Regions from separate parts of the Arabidopsis thaliana genome. Here region 1 is linked to region 2. Evidence: chromatin contacts called from public capture Hi-C data. All regions are on one chromosome and are shown on one strand. The core of a region is the stretch at or near the end of the contact, and the rest is flanking DNA. Distances in the headings are between cores, read along the strand shown. Region 1 holds the start of AT4G17000 (neurofilament heavy protein). Region 2 holds the start of TPS03 (terpene synthase 03).

Region 1 (5,831 bases), core at 1,263-3,762, 160 kb after region 2:
TGGTTGATGATTTGGACCCAAGTTTTCACCATGGAACCCCCTAATGCTGGCAGTGTCTTCTTTGGCAAGAGTACATTGTGGTTTCTTCTCTGTATTTGCTTCCTTGAGAATTTGTCTTTCCTATAAAAATGTAAATTTTCTTCCATCAGAAAAGAGTTGCATATTAGAGAATAAACAGCTTTGGTGGGTTGTATTATTGTGCATCATACATCGGTTCTAAGTCGAAAAGGCTTTGGATTCGTGAGCTTGGGTTTTGTATACTTGACACGGGTACCAGCCGAAACAGTCTTGCCATTGAAACACTTGTCTGCTACTGTCATAACCTGGTTCATACAAATATACATAAATACACAGAAGATGATAGTAGAGCCCAATTAGAAAGTACATAGGCTTGTAACATACCTTTTGAGTAGTTTTACAAATTTCTTTCTTGCCAAAGACTTTCTTTTTCAACAGAGGATAGGTGGCTTGGTCGAGATTTCTGCAAGATCCACACAGAACAAGTATATCTGTGAGATGATGTACAAAAAAGGAAACCAAAGTAAAGCAAATAAACAACATTTTCCTCACCTGTTATTGTCCAAGGCTGAAGAATTTTCCTTATCATCTTCCCTATCAACATCCGTTGCATTAGTAGCATTTTCTTTCTTCTCACACTCCAATGGCAATGCATTTTCCTTGTCTTCAATCTCCACAGTCTCACATTGCTTTGCTTTATCTAGTCCACTCACCTTAATTACAGCAATATCTTCTTTATCGATAGCCGCGACAATATTAGCATTCTCTTTGTCCTCGCACTCCGAAGCTAATGCACTTTCCTTTTCTTCAATCTCTGTGATTTGATATTTCTGTGATGTAGCAAGTCCACTCTCCTTTATTACAGCAGGATCTTCTCTGGCCTGGAGCTGATTGTTCATGTTAGCCTTCGATGTGTCTGACAATTCTTCAGATTTGTTTTCAACCAAGAGCTCTTCATCTCTACTAGTTTTATCCTCAACTTCCATACCATTAGAATCATAAGGTTTCAAAGGATCAGAGGAAGGCACAGGATCTTCCTTTTTCTTAACCCTCTTCTTCAAAGTACTGACACCTTTGTCTTTTTGATCAATCTGTTTCTGTGACCGCAGAGAATCAAACACTCGGCTCTTCACCTCTCGTGTTTTTAGAGGTCTTCTAGATGACGCTGAACTCACAACCTTATGATTAACCCCCAAACCATTTCTTTTGTTATCAATCTCAAGCTTCCTCATCCCATTACACAACTTCTTCACCGAGGAACTAAGCTCCACAGATCTCTTCAGTTTCACCAACTTCTTTGGAGATTGAAACACTAAAGCCTTTGCAACAACTCTGTTTTCCGACACCTTGATTGTTGCATTTCTCGGATTCTGTACACTTCTAAAAGCTGCTGGGCTCTGCATTTGCTTCTTCCTCTCAGTTAATGCCTTCTGAGGAACTGATGAGATCACTGCTGACTCTTTTCCTTTTGCCTTTGCCTTTGGAGTCACATTCTTATTTGTGGAAACTACTTTTACTTCTTTTGACCTGATATTACCATTACCCTTCTGAGGAATCGATGAGATCATAGCCAATTTAGACACACGTGATCTTGAGGGCTTTGCAGGAACCGTGTTAGGACATTTAGGATCAACACTGTAATAAAAAAAAAGTATGTAGCACAATGCAATGTTAAACACACATTACAGTGATTAATCTCTCTCGAAGTTCAAAAACACATTTCTCAAATAGTTAGAAGTTCATTACCTGAAATCCTTTCTATAAAGAGCTTTTCGAAGACGAACACTTGGACTCCTAGCTGCCATGACCTATTAATGTTGATTAACATCAAATTCTTAAGTTAATGATACACTTTAAAACGAAATCAAATCAAGGAAGAGAAGAAGAAAAAAAGTTTGGAACTTTAAGCTAACCCGAAGAACGAATTTTTTGTAGATTGCTTCCGAATCCAAAAATTCCTCATGCTTCTGATCACATCCTAAATACACATTATCACCAGGAAACCAAAATGGATCAAAACATAAACTAATTAAAAACTGTTCACTAAAACCCTAATTTAGCAATTTTCAGAAAATGTTATAATCAAATTTCCCAGATCTGTGGAACATTAATGTTATTAGTAATGATTTGATTCGAATTTTGAACAAGGGAAATGTAAAAAGAGTGAACAAGATTCTGACCAACTCTAGAACAGAACCAGTAACGATCATCTCCTTCAGGGCGATGATCTGGTGCGGTGAGGTCTACAAACTTGGGAGCTTCTATTGTCTCGTAGAAGTCTTCTTCGTTAAACTCATCCACTATCATATGCTCAAATGCCTCCATCTTACACTAAATTAGAAATTCGCAGAGAGAGTATAGAAGAACAGAGAGAGAGAGAAAGAGTATTGTCTAATTTGGTGCGTGTCTGTTTAGCTAGCTCAGACAAGATGAAGGAACATTCACAGAAACTAGCCGTTAAAAGGAAAGGATTGTAATAATGGTCTCTTTTCAGGGTTATTTTCGTCACTACAGTGATTTTGATTTTGAGCTTCGAAGCATCTTTTTCATTCCGAGTAAAGTAAATCTGAAGGAAAGAGGAGACAGAAGAAGCAAACCGGTTCATTTAAACCGGTATCTATATAGAACCATTTTAAACCCTGTTTACGACTCTTAAACGTCAATAATCATAGAGGCAGGAATATTTTTTGTTTCTTTCCACATAATTTATGCTTTGTTTTCTTCGACAGATTCAAAATCCGTATTTAATTTAACTGGTAAAAGTAATTATTCGGTAATGCACAACATTTCTCTTTCTTTGTTTAGACGCGATCAGATATTTCAATATGAAATCAAAATTATTGGTTTAATTAAAGAGTTTGGAGCCTAGTAAATTTCAAGCAAAAAAAAAACACAGGAATTGATCAGAGTGTTATGAATAAAGATGGATGCCCATTATAAGACTTATCATCTAAGCCCATCATCTAGATGTTTGTAGAGTTTTACCTTTTCCTTGTACTCCTATATAAAGAACCCTTTCCTCAATGGAAAACACACTCATTTCTTCTATCTCTTTCTCTGGTTATAACACGTTATCAGCACGCTCTTAAAAGATAGATATAGAGATTCTTACATTTTTTTAAGAACCATGTTTACTTATCGACTCATGGTTCATAGTACTTATTTTCTATTATTGAAACAAAACAATATGAGTCGATCGATGATTATAGTATAGATCGGTAAAAGCATGTTTTCAATGATTCAATAAAGAAGAGAATCATGCTTATCATTTGTTTCTATAATTACTATCGCATGGTTCAATGATTCTACAAAGAAAATCGTTAAAGAAGAGAATCATGCTTGTTAATTGTTAATTTTTGTGATTTACTATTACAATATTGAATATATAAATTACCAATTTTATAATTATATAACTAATTTTGTAACTATTCATAGCCCGGTGGTGGGTGATGCAAGCATGTATTAATGTTTTAGCATTCCAGTTTTGAATAGTTGCATCTATATTCAATATCATTTTATAAATATTATATTGTCTAAAATCCATTTATGATTGATATGATATCCCTTATTTAACTCATTTGATTAAAACGTTATACATATCTTATCACTTTTAGATATTGACTTTTCCATATTAAATATTTGATTTCCATATATTTGATTGTGTTATTATTATTTTTACTAAAAACGTTGCAAGATAATTTTTCTTTTTATAAGATTCCATATATCTAAATCTTTATGTTATTATTATCTAAATCTTTTTATAAGATTTCCATATATTTGATTGTGTTATTATTATTTTTACTAAAAACGTTGCAAGATAATTTTTCTTTTTATAAGATTCTTTTCTCTAAATCTTTGTGGTATCTAAAAAAAAAAAAAAAAAAAAAATTGTTCATGGTTTTGCCCTAATTTTGCACGAAATCATTTTACCCAAATCTTGCACGAATTCATATTACCCTAAATAAAAGTTTTGTCAAGATATATGTAAAATCCAGATTTTTCACAACATAGTTTTATTCTGATTGGTTTTACAATATTGCATTAAAATTGTATTGTTATATAATACTTGATTATTTTATGAAATAAATTGATTGGTAAATAACTTAATTTAAAGGTATAATCACTTATAGAAATTTTCATGAATGACTAGTTTAATGTATCTTAAGAAGACATCATAATTTTGATGGTCAAAGTTTTTTCAAGAACTTAAATTATCACCAAAAGTTGAGAAAATAAATATGGTAAAAAATAAGTAAAATTTCTAACTTATAACGATGAAATAATCTAGTATATCAAGTAGTATAAAATCTTATTAAAAGACTCTAGAAGAGCATATACATTGTTTTCTATGGGAATACAAAATTAAGATCATCGATGCGGTATAGTTCTCCAAATCTCAAAGTTAATATGATGAGATATAAAATACATTTGCTTCTAGAGTGGAATTCAATACGAGATGGATGAACTTGAAGTTTCATCATTTCGAAGAGGAGAAGTAATGAATGGATAATAAGTGACATATCGAGAAGATTATGTTCAATCTTTGACTACTAAAGATCTAAAAGTTGTATAAAGCAATTCTTATAGGAATGTGTTATTAGATAAAATAAGTTATAATTAGTTATTACTAAAACTTCAAGACTTGAAGTCTCTTTGTGAATATAACTCACATTGTTAAGAGAATATCTTTGATGCGGAGATGGTAAAACAGACGCTTAAACTTTTACGCAAGTATTGTTCTCTTGTAGACACAATATTTTGAAAGAAATTTAAGAACTATTATGAACTTAAATCGAGTGTTTTTCAAAGGCTAAGAAAATATATGAGTTATTGATGATAAGTAATACTCATATTCTTAAGTGAATATAAGATCTAACATAGCTAGTCAAATTACATTTAATATCATTTATATTAGAATATAAAATTTTAATTATTGTCTCGTTTATTGCTTTATTAACATATGATTGATTATTAACATACATGGAAGTAATTTTGATTATAAGATCTCATTAAGAGAGTAACTGATAAGCAATGAAAAGTAAATCCGAAGTTAAAAAAAAAAAAAAAAAAAAAACCTAGAAATTTCAAGAGTATATTTGGCTTAACCGGATTGGTCATCTTGGTTTAATGATGATGCGAAAGTATTGAGAATTATGTGGACATTAGGTGAAAAGCCAGAAGATTCTCCTTAATGATTTAACAATTGTTACTTGCTCAGAAAGCAATATGATAAAGTGATTTTTACCAGTCAAAATAATTTGGACTTTATCTATTCGTAAGTATATACAAGGAGATGATTATGGGTTAATCACCCACTGTATGACATTTAGATACCTAATGGCTATAAAAGATGCATCGATTCAATGGACGCATTGACTCGATTGTTGCATCGACTAGAAGGTCATATTTATCCTTGTTATAAACCCGCAACATAGAGTTTGCGAGGTTACTTTCTTGATTAAAATACAAGAGTATTCCAGTGTTTATTTATTATAACCATTATTGGATATCCGTTGGGATAAGTGTTTAACATTTTGAAATTCATGTTCATACACAAAATGGTTTAGTAATATCGATATGCATCAAGCCAATGAATAATTAATAGTTTTCCCCATCATTATTGGTTTTGGATCAGAAACCAAATAGTTTTCATCTAAAATCTTTGAATGTGAAAAGTGCTCCACCACAGCACGCTGAGATGAACCCTCAAAGGAGGATAAGGATACATGTTGGATATGAATGATAACTAAGCCATCCTAGAAAGATTTATATACCGCTCGTTTTGAAGACTATCATATTATATAGTCAGATAT
Region 2 (5,836 bases), core at 685-3,184:
ACACTAAATTATAATGACTCACAGGAGGAGATGGCAAGAGGAGATTCCCCAAAGTCGGTCCAATGTTACATGTATGAGACAAGAGCAAGTGAGGAAGAGGCACGTAGACACATGCAAAGTATGATCAGCGACTCTTGGGACATTATAAACTCCGATTTAAAAACGGCACACACTTCTTCTCTTCCTCGTGGTTTTCTGGCAGCCGCCGCAAATCTTAACCGCGTGGTACAGTGTATCTACCGGCACGGTGATGGCCACGGAAGCCCAGAAAAGACCAAGACCGTTGATTATATCCAATCAGTACTCTTCAATCCCGTTCCGTTATAGGATTGTAAATTTGTATTTGCCGCATTATAGATATGTTTACATAATTAAAAGGTATTTGGTTTGCCGGAAAAATGATCATTTTATTTTCCAAACTATTTGTAATTAACACAATTATTTTTTAATTATATGTGCGCAAAATTGATTTTTAATTTGTCGTTAACTTAACAATTTGGTCCAAAATTTGATCAATGTTTACTAGTTGATATAGAAACGTTAAATTACTCGATTAAAACCTAATAAACTCAAAAAATCCTAAAATTTCTCCCAAATTGAAAGCTAAGTCATTACTTCGAATAAAAAAAAAAAATCTTCATCTATTCATCGTACTTCGCCAAAATATGCGAATTCGATTTTATTATTTAGCTGAAATTCATTTATTACTATTTTCTGCATGGCAATGTTTCGTTAATTTTTTACTTTCAATTTTATTGTAATTTTAATTCAAATTATAATATATGTACATAATTTAACAATGTGTTTGATAACTTTCTCTAAAATTGTTGTCATTTATTATTTATACATAGATATCAGGACCGGTTTAGAGTGTGTGCCAAGTGCCAATGGTGCATTTGTACTGTTTAAGCAATCATGGTCCTATTTTCTCAAAAATATATAATAAATGTCCAAATCCATACATAAGATATAAACATGTTTTTTATAATTAGATACAGGGTTCTATTTTTCTCTGAGTCGGCCCTGATAGATACATACTATCAGATTAGGCAGAGGTATGGACTATGGAGTAATTTATGGGGGCACATCCATCCGTTGGTATGATCAAAATTTAGTATAAGTCTTCAGAAAGTATTTTTTAGATGGGATGAATTTGCCTCTCTATTATCCCAAGATTGAATCCCCATTTCCTTCAGAAGCAGTAAATACAAATTAAACTACTGAGCTACAAATTCGCGTAAAGCTACATGTGTATTTTTAATCTCAAAGTTGCTGTAATTATGAAATGTGAACGAAATAGAAGTGACAGGAGCTTGAGTGCCCCATGAGATAAGAACTTATAGATGTATATTAATTTAAACTGTACTGTCTAAACCTAGACAACGCCGTGACGTCTTTGCCCACATGTGATTATTCGTTACCACCTCTCTTAGTGTGGTCCAACAAAATTGGCCTCTCAGTTTTCATTGAAGGCAGGGATAGAGATATACAGGTAGTCACATGGACACCGAATCGATATTTATTCCTTGGAATTTCATTAAGGTTTTTCGAACCAAGACAAGACAAGCTATGCATGAAACCATTTGCCATGCCATTAACGTGGACTAAGGGTGGACACTGATCTATCTCGTACTTGTTATTAATAAAAACAACCGATTTGTTTTTGTTTTTGTTATTATATCTCCTACTTTTTGTTATACCATGCATGTCCACACGTTTTTTTCAATTTGTTACATGTCCACAACTTTCACAAATATTTTTACCAAAAAAACAAAAAAAAGTTTGACAAATATCTTTAGATTTTTTTTTTGGGCAATTAGTGACAAAGCAAGGGACGTTGAAAGCAAGAAACGTAAATGTTTGGATATCACACCACACCAATATGTTTTAGCCATTACTTCTCCAAGTTTTTTTGTTGTGTGGGAATAATACTTCTCCAAGATATTTAAGAAAACGCAAATGCATGGTCATTGAATTATATAGCGAGAAAACGTCAAAAACTAAACTGATTAAAACAGATATTCTTTTAGTAAAACAGAAAAAATAAAAATATCTTCATATATATAACCTGTGGTCCGAGACCCAAACCTTAAATCAGTATAAAATATCATAGCGGAGTCTAAAGAAGAGTTCATCCAATTATTTAACTCTTTAGTGTAATCATTAGCAACGCAAAGAAATGCCTAAACGACAGGCTCAACGGCGTTTCACTCGCAAGACTGACTCGAAAACACCATCCCAGCCTCTGGTATCCCGTCGCTCTGCAAACTATCAACCGTCTCTTTGGCAGCACGAATATCTCCTCTCGCTCGGTAATACATATGTGGTACGTATAAGAATGTACATGACGTTGTATTAAATAAAATTATGTGACATATATTACTATTTAGGAAATTATATATAGTGATAATATTTATATCATGCAGAAAGAGGACAACGTCGAGAGAGTTACGTTATTGAAGCAGGAAGTGAGTAAAATGCTCAATGAAACGGAAGGTTTACTCGAACAGCTAGAGCTCATCGACACTTTACAAAGGCTTGGAGTTTCTTACCATTTTGAACAAGAAATCAAGAAGACACTAACGAATGTGCATGTTAAAAATGTGCGAGCACACAAAAACCGGATAGATCGAAACCGATGGGGAGATTTATACGCGACCGCCCTTGAGTTCCGACTCCTAAGGCAACATGGTTTCAGTATCGCACAAGGTTGAAAGCAAAAAAAAAAAAAAAAAAAAAAAATCAAAAAGTTATTCACATAAATCCAAATTTTCAGTTTTTAGTTCAAAGTTTCAAAAATGAATTATATAAAGTTGGTCTTCAGTTATATATGTCTATATGATGGTTCTGAATTTAACCACATTAATATTGCAATCTCTTGCTGTTGTTAATAACCACATTAATATTGCAATCTCTTGCAGATGTTTTTGACGGAAATATTGGAGTTGATTTGGATGATAAAGACATCAAGGGTATTCTTTCACTATACGAAGCTTCATATCTCTCGACCAGAATCGATACTAAATTGAAAGAGAGCATATACTATACAACAAAACGACTTAGAAAATTTGTGGAGGTAAATAAGAATGAGACCAAATCTTACACTCTTCGAAGGATGGTTATACATGCGTTAGAGATGCCGTACCACCGGAGAGTGGGAAGACTAGAAGCAAGATGGTACATAGAAGTGTACGGAGAGAGACACGACATGAACCCTATCTTGCTTGAACTCGCGAAACTTGATTTTAATTTCGTACAAGCTATCCATCAAGACGAGCTCAAATCCCTCTCTAGGTAAGTTAACTTAAGTAACTGATGATTCGTGGACTTTGAGTAATCATACATGAAATTTGAAAATCAAAAACATATAGAGAACATGTTCGTCATATGTTCTTAGAGTACTTTAGTAAACATAAACATGTGTATAACCGATTCAGAAGGTTTGTATTCCAACTAAAAAGGATTGAGCAAAAAAAAACCATCATCTCAAGAGACGTGTTAAAAATCTCAAGGTAGAAATGAAAAGAGAATTGCATTACTAATTCATAAACTTATGACTACTCTGTTAAATTGTTTTTAGTTTGGAATTTTCATGATTTAATTTCTCATCATTTATATGTTAAAACTGTGACTTGACCTTCAAGAAAAATCATTATATCTTAAAATTTCTATAGATAATTTCAAAATGTAATTCTGTCTACATAGTTCATCTTTTTATATGTATGAGACAGTTGGTGGAGCAAGACGGGATTAACAAAACACCTCGATTTCGTTAGAGATCGAATAACGGAGGGTTATTTCTCGAGTGTTGGAGTAATGTATGAGCCCGAGTTTGCATATCACCGACAAATGCTTACAAAGGTTTTCATGCTCATTACAACTATCGACGATATATACGATATTTATGGGACACTTGAGGAGCTCCAACTATTCACGACCATAGTTGAAAAGTTACTATTAATACCTTGCAAAATAATATCAAACTATTTCACTCTATATCTATTTGCTTATTTCTTCAGTGAATCGATATATCATGCAGATGGGATGTGAATCGTCTTGAAGAACTTCCCAACTACATGAAGTTATGTTTTCTCTGCCTCGTCAACGAAATCAATCAGATTGGATATTTTGTACTCAGAGATAAAGGGTTTAATGTGATTCCTTACCTCAAAGAATCTGTACGTATTCTCATCATTTTATCTATGTAACAATAGATTTTGAAATATTAATTTGTTGGTTCATTCAAAGTTAGCTATAAAAATGAATATACACTATAATATACATATATTGTAGTGTGCAGCAATAGATTATCAACCGGAAAGTATATTGTTTAAGTTTAAGATTTTTTTCGAAGATTTCTTAAAAAACATAAATGAATTTCGTTTTCTTTTCTCATTTTTTTGTCACCAAGACTTTTTATTAATAAATATGAATATTTCTAAACTTTTTCTCTACATCTCTTGATAACTTAGTTTTTTCTTTTTAGTGGGCAGATATGTGTACAACGTTTTTGAAAGAGGCAAAGTGGTATAAAAGTGGTTACAAACCTAACTTCGAAGAATACATGCAAAATGGTTGGATCTCAAGCTCAGTCCCTACAATACTTCTACACTTGTTCTGTCTCTTATCCGACCAAACCTTAGACATTCTTGGCTCCTACAATCACTCTGTAGTTCGAAGCTCCGCCACCATCCTCCGTCTCGCTAACGATCTCGCCACTTCTTCGGTCAGTCATGGTTTCACAACGTACAATACTGTAAATAATTTATTGACAGATCAAAGGCGATTATATCTAAGCAAACTTTTTCAGACTAAATAAACAAAGTCAACCAACATATGGGGACTCACACATGTGTTTCAAAGTTATGCTCAAAGCGGTCCTATAAATATAGTTATTTTAACAGGAGGAATTAGCGAGAGGCGACACTATGAAATCCGTACAATGTCACATGCATGAAACTGGAGCTTCGGAGGCAGAGTCACGCGCGTACATTCAAGGAATTATCGGTGTGGCTTGGGATGACTTAAACATGGAGAAAAAGAGTTGTAGGCTACATCAAGGTTTCCTAGAAGCTGCGGCTAATCTTGGACGTGTGGCTCAGTGCGTTTATCAGTACGGTGATGGCCATGGCTGTCCTGACAAGGCTAAGACCGTCAATCATGTCCGGTCCTTGCTCGTCCACCCTCTTCCACTCAATTAATTAATTAGTTTCTAATAATAAGTCTTAAATCACACAAGTATTGGATTAGACGCTCAAAGAGTTGAGAGATGCATATGTATTCTCTACTCAAATTATATAATGCATGTAAACATTTGTTAGTTTTTATCAACATCAAGAGCTTGTAAAATCAAGTTAGATGAATATTTTGTATATGAGCAAATAATATTCACTTGATCAGTATATACTAGTGCTTATATAAGAAAAGAAAATTCCTATATACAGTTTTAACATTTCGAGCAAAGGAATCAGCATAAATGTAAGCTATGTGAGATAAAGATAATTTGAAAAGACGAAAACTGATTTTGGAGGAGTAGACACAAAATTTGATCGGAAAATGGAGATAAACAGAGCATTGTCTACAAACAAAACTAATTAATAGCTTAGCGTGGAAGGCCGACAAACAACGTCAAGAGCCCTTCAATCCCATGTGGTAGCAAAATGTGGGTAGTGTCTAGAAGGCACCATCCAAAGCCATTTTGTCGTGTGCATTGCTTCCTAGGAAATGTCAACTCAACGACATATGGCAGAAGAATCTTCGTTTCACAATCTCTTTAATACATTACTTAATTTCGTTTCAAATAAACTTTTTGTTATCACTATCTCACTAAACCAAC

What was found. Capture Hi-C pulls out chosen DNA fragments and counts their contacts.
Region 1: a contact with region 2 is called in a capture Hi-C map of root, with 4 times the contacts expected there. A contact is called at or near these places in 2 of 3 other capture datasets (root and seedling).

What each region holds. Positions count from the first base shown.
Region 1 is chr4:9,567,571-9,573,401 of TAIR10.1, forward strand. AT4G17000 (neurofilament heavy protein) reads right to left here and starts at 2,513. Exons shown (of 9, transcript NM_001341189.1): 1 at 2,199-2,513; 2 at 1,932-1,996; 3 at 1,765-1,826; 4 at 571-1,653; 5 at 403-481; 6 at 210-323; 7 at 1-120. The coding sequence starts at 2,343.
Region 2 is chr4:9,405,677-9,411,512 of TAIR10.1, forward strand. TPS03 (terpene synthase 03) reads left to right here and starts at 1,935. Exons shown (of 7, transcript NM_117775.4): 1 at 1,935-2,326; 2 at 2,427-2,709; 3 at 2,922-3,294; 4 at 3,732-3,950; 5 at 4,040-4,178; 6 at 4,487-4,726; 7 at 4,905-5,464. The coding sequence starts at 2,180. The coding sequence ends at 5,201. It overlaps TPS02 (terpene synthase 02), which reads left to right. Exons shown (of 7, transcript NM_117774.4): 7 at 25-460. The coding sequence ends at 327.